Regions from separate parts of the Anas platyrhynchos genome. Here region 2 is linked to region 1. Evidence: chromatin contacts called from public Hi-C data. All regions are on one chromosome and are shown on one strand. Each heading gives the region's core, a stretch centred on a gene start, on an enhancer-like site or on the middle of the called end of the contact. The rest is flanking DNA. Distances are from core to core; before and after follow the strand shown.

The links. A called contact is a pair of places that touch in the nucleus more often than the background predicts.
Region 2: a Hi-C map of subcutaneous adipose tissue shows a contact between it and region 1, with 2.5 times the contacts expected there. The contact joins the promoter of COG2 here to the enhancer-like site in region 1. A contact is called at or near these places in 5 of 8 Hi-C or Micro-C datasets (F1 follicle, liver, skeletal muscle and 1 more).

The regions. Positions count from the first base shown.
Region 1 is chr3:44,873,934-44,876,573 of IASCAAS_PekinDuck_T2T, forward strand. All of the region lies in intron 11 of GALNT2 (polypeptide N-acetylgalactosaminyltransferase 2), which reads left to right. Among named protein-coding and RNA genes, the nearest start is that of GALNT2, 82 kb to the left of the region's middle. Within about 2 kb of position 1,353, at least 3 of the 8 cell types and tissues checked have an H3K27ac peak or open chromatin away from gene starts, as enhancers often do. A contact at or near this core is called in F1 follicle and subcutaneous adipose tissue, where this site is marked.
Region 2 is chr3:45,015,568-45,018,207 of IASCAAS_PekinDuck_T2T, forward strand. It overlaps COG2 (component of oligomeric golgi complex 2), which reads left to right and starts at 1,295. Exons shown (of 18, transcript XM_027454182.3): 1 at 1,295-1,474; 2 at 1,623-1,784; 3 at 2,579-2,640. The coding sequence starts at 1,403.

The DNA of each region.
Region 1 (2,640 bases), core at 103-2,602:
TTAAGTCTGTTAAAATAAAGTCACAGTCTTCATTTCTTCCAGTAGTCATAGTAGGGATTTTTCTGCTCCCCTCTTCTTTGAGTTCTTTATTTCATACTACAGTGAAAATGAATAACAGTACTTGTGGGAAAGCAAAAGCTAGTGATGAAGTATCCTCTCTTAATATGTTACATCTTTGCCAGTACAGAATCCTAGAATATCCTGAGCAGGAAGGGACCCACAAGGTTCATGGAGTCCAACTCCTGGCTCCACAAAAAAGTGCCAAAAAAAATCAGACCATATGTCTGAGAGCATTGTCCAAATGATTCTTGAACTCTTGTCAGGCTTGGTGCTATGACCACTGCCCTGGGGAGCCTGTCCTAGTGCCCAACCACCCTCTTGGTGAAGAACCTTTCCCTAACGTCCAATCTGAACTTCCCCTATATATAGTGTGTGCCAGGAGGATAGAAGGATCTACCTATTAAACCATATTATGTAGGATTAGGAAGCAACTGTTTTAGTTTTACAGTAGGTTTTAAAATGCTGATGTCATAACAAGGATCAAGGTTAATAAATAATATGGTTAATAAAGTTATGCAGTTTTCCTTCTCTGCAGCTTTTTCTGTCTTTGGTCTGTTGCCGAGATGCTGCTTTTCTTGTGATATTAAATAGGTACTTAAACATAACTCATCTGAAAAGCAAGAAAAGGGTCTGGCTGTATGTGTGCAAGGATAGAGGATGCATCAGAAATATATCACATTAGCAGTGGCTGAAGATTCTGCATTTATACTGTGGTTAAAACTTTTAAATTTTGTTGCTGTGAAGTCAAATAATCATTGTAATTTGATCATTCAAATGTCCTGACAGCTGCTATGACAGTGTTTTTTAGTAGTATTTTGCTTTCTGGTCACTTGTGTTCAAAATTACTTGAAAAAGAGGTCCCACCTGGATGCGAGTGATGAGGACAACTAAAGCCTATGAACTAGCATCCTGGGAACTTGCATCCCTTTCCAGATCTATCTTTCTCTGTGGGCTGCTTATTGCCTTTGTCTGCTGAGATGTCTGAAATGCTGCAATGCCATTAAAGTTCTCTATTTCACTGGAGTTATTTTTGAATTGACCTAGAAAACTTGAATATCACTTAAAAGCAGGGTTGACAACTTGCTGTATAGTTAAAGGTCATGTTTCCTCCTCAGTCAGCTGTCTCATATGTCAAACTAATATAACAAAGCTCCTTTAAACAGACAAAGCAGTGATAGAATGAGAAACCTAGGGTAATATGATACCCTCATGGTGCAGATATTATCAGATATGTGTGGGACCTTGGTGCCAAGAAACTTGGTGCACAGAATCCGTGCTGGTTGTGCAACTGGGGACTTGTTAGCTTATACAATCATCTGTCCCTTGACTGCGTGTAACTTGTTCTGGAGTGCACTGGATAAGCTTCCTATTTTTAGCTGACTAGTCAGTGTGCATTGCCTTTGGGCAGCCAAAACAAATTGATGATTCTGGATGAGAGACCGGGAGTCCTGTATTACGAGAGGAGAGAGGAGATGACTTCCTGGCTGTGTGGTGTGGGCAGACACAGCTTGCATCTGGCAGGATTTACTAGATCAGTTTAGCTTTGCACATATATGCTTTGCTCTGTAGGGCCAGCTGCTTTAATATGCAACTTCATCTGAGCTAATAAACTTTGCAGAGCCCAGTCTGGTCTGTGCAGAACTGTCTCTAATGGCATGATGCTAAGTTTCATTATCTGTGGTCTAATGTAAGTGCTGAGTGCACCCTACGCTCTGTTTTTCCATACCTTGGCTTCTTTGGGGTCTTACTAATTTTACTGACTTTCTCCTGGCTATTTCTGCCTTCTGAATTGGAAAGAGTACTATTGAAGTTGTTGGCTGACAGCGTTTACTTTGGTTGCTCAAGATGAACTTGCCAAATGTAAAATAAGCTTCAGTGTTGCAAGCAAGACTTTTTCTAAGCATAAAATTATGAACAAAATAAGTAAATGAGTTTTACATAGACATAGAAGCCAGGGGGTAGAAAAAAGCCTTACCATCTTGCTGTCCAAAAGGAGATTTAAAGACACCAGTTACATAAAGACACAAATCTTAGATGTTTCATTAGAAGTAAAGAATCTTGGTTATTTTTTTTCCCCTGCACTTACAGTAATAATTACTTTGACTTCTAAAGTATTAGAAGTATTTTCTAATTGCTGTCTCTCCTCTGTTACTTCAGCTGCAGCAGACTTGCTTGGTTCATAGCCTTAAATGTCACAACAGCTTATGTCGTCTTGGAATGTTGAGTGCTATACTGGTAATAGTGAGATGCAGGCTGAATATGTTGCCAAAGTTAGCATATCTGTTTTCAGCAAGGTAAAACACGTTATTGAATACTGCCAATTGTTGAGATTTTCTGTTTCTAATTAGCTTGCTTATTCAGGTAAACACTCATGGAATTTGGTTTCTGTCAAGTTATTCTTATTAAAACAAACAAAAACAAACATTCTCTAAAGCTTACAGAAAAATCTTCAAGACATGTATTGAATTCCAGATGAAAATATGAAGAGTGTGGAAAAGGCACAAGTCTTGTTCTAAATGCATAGGTTTCAGTTGGTGTGGCTTTCTAATGGTTTTCTGTTATGTGGGTCTTTAATAGGGA
Region 2 (2,640 bases), core at 45-2,544, 140 kb after region 1:
TATGAAGACATTTTAATATCACAACATAAGAAACAACTTTTTGATCAGATATAGTCATAACTACTGGGAGGAAAAAAAAGCGGGGGGGGGGGGGGGGGTTGGGGGGGAGTGTGGATTTATGTGGTGGGTATATCTTTCATGCTTTTCAGCTTACAACACATTTGAGCTAGAAGCCATGTCTGCCAACGTCTGAGATCTCCAAGAGGGCTGGGCTGTGAAATAACAGGCTCAAAGAACTTTTCAAAGAGACAGGATGAGAGTGACCATTTCACTGGAGATGGAGAGCCTGTCTCACAGGCAAGGACAGTCAGCATGCAATGAGCCAGCCAGAGGGTGTACACGACCAGTCATTACTGGACTGCTCAGGTCTTCATCCTTCTGATAACTTATGAAATCCTAACTCACACACCAGCTCACGGGAGCAAATCACTCAACAAATTAGACTCTGGTGTATGGTTTTGACCTGCTAAAACCTATGAAGTGCAGCAGGTCTACAGGGCTTCAGCCCACCCTACCAAAATCTATGCCTGTAGCATCAGGAGAGTTGCTTCCACCTACCTGTGCAGGTGCAGGGAGCACTATAGCAGGTACACTGCTAAAATTGCTCAATACAGCTTTGAACTGAGCTCACTAAGGCAAGGTTAAACCCATAAAGCACATGGGTGAGGAAGGAGGTCATTTTTGTCTTCCATACTGAGGTGGCATACGGAAGCACAAATGACAGCAGGGTGCCTTTTTAGAGCCAAAGTTGCTTTTACTAATGTGCAAGAAACCTCAAATCAAAGATTTTGAAGGACGGATGTTAACAGAGGGTTTGCTGGTGAGCAGGATGTGAATTATGCTCTGATTCCTGATACTCCGCAGTACATGGGCACAAAGTGAAACACACTGACACATATGGAAAAGCTGTTTATGCTGTTAGAGCAGTCAGGCAATGGCACAAATTGCCCAGAGAGGAGCTGGGTCGTTATCCCTGGAGATACTTAAAACCCCAAAGAGACATAGCACAGGACAGCTGCCTCTGGATAACCCTGCAGAAGGCAGGGACCTGGCTCAAAACGCCCCCAGGAGCTATTTTCCACCTGTGTTTCCACGCTTTGTGCACGGCTTTAGGTGCATGAGTCCCTTGTGTGTACTAGGCAACTACTGTGGGGCAGAATCCTTCCACACCTCCCTCCCCATACGGCAAGCCTCCCCCGGCCGCCATTTTGTCCTCGGCGGGCCTCCCCGCCCGCAGTGCGGCGCGGAGCGCTCCAGGGGGCGCTGCAGCGCCCGGCCCGGCCCGCTCATGGCGCACGCCCCGGCCCGCCCCGTCCGGGCCGCGGGGGGGTGGAGGTGTCGCGCTGGCAGCGGCGGCTCCTGGGCCTGGCAGCCCGGCTGCAGCCGGGAGCCGCTGCCCGTCATGGAGGCGAAGAAGATGAACCTGCCGCGGGGCCCCGACAACCTCTGCTTCGACAAGGATGAGTTCATGAAGGTGGCCGGGGGCAGCGAGGGGGCTCCCGTGGGGTGAGGGGGGTGTGCGGTGGGGTCAGCTCTTCTGTATGGCACGCTGAATTTGGAGCGCTCTGTGTGTGCATAAAGTTTTTGCTTACATCCGTCTCCCTTTCCTGTTTGCTTTCCAGCCGGATTTTGACGTTGATCACTTCGTGTCGGAGTGCAGGAAACGTGTGCAGCTGGAGGAGCTCAGAGAGGATCTGGAGCTCTATTACAAACTCCTGAAAACGGCCATGGTGGAGCTCATAAATAAGGACTATGCAGATTTTGTTAATCTCTCAACAAATCTAGTAAGTGTTACAAAGTGGTACTGTCAGGCTCAGGCTTAATACATCTTACTGTGATTTTTATTTTTCATATGAGAAGTACATGGCTTCTCTTTTGGTTTTGTTAGGTTTAAGAAGGCTTAAACTCTGACCCCTTACATTGAGAGAAACTGAAAGACCATTCCTGCAGAATTCACCAGCAATACAGAATTGCTGTTGGCCCATAATAAATGTTTTAGATGTATTAAATACATCTAAAAATCCTAAAAATAATTCATTAGGAAGATAGATTCAAGGCAGACACTTCTTGTTTTTATCTGCTAACACTTGTAAAAATTAAAGGGAATAAGTTATTAAAATATTAATAGCAAAGATGCAAATAAAGCCATTTGTAGAGATTCTTTAGGACTCTTCAAACTTACTATATAGCTGTGTATTCTTAGAAAATCCAGCCCACTTTGCTGAGAATTTTAATCGCTTTCATATAAAAAATTTGTTGTCCACTGTGTCTCCTGCTCTTTTATTCCAATTTATAACATTATACAGGCTCAAAGTTTATCTTCTCTAGAAAGGGGAAAAAAAAAAACATAAATTAAGGTTTTCTTTCATTGTTGGCTTTATATGCCAAAAACGGTCTGATACCTTTACGCCCAAGTTGGAAGTAACATATTTATGCATTGCACTTAAAATTGGAGGCCATAACAGGAGATGTCTCATCGCGGTTCTCTTTAAGTATCTTTAAAATGATAGACTTTGTCAGTAATTTACATATGAATTTACCAAAAGAGTTACAATCTTTTTTGTTGTAATTTCTCTAGGTTGGCATGGACAAGGCCCTTAACCAGCTTTCTGTACCTTTGGGACAGTTAAGGGAAGAAGT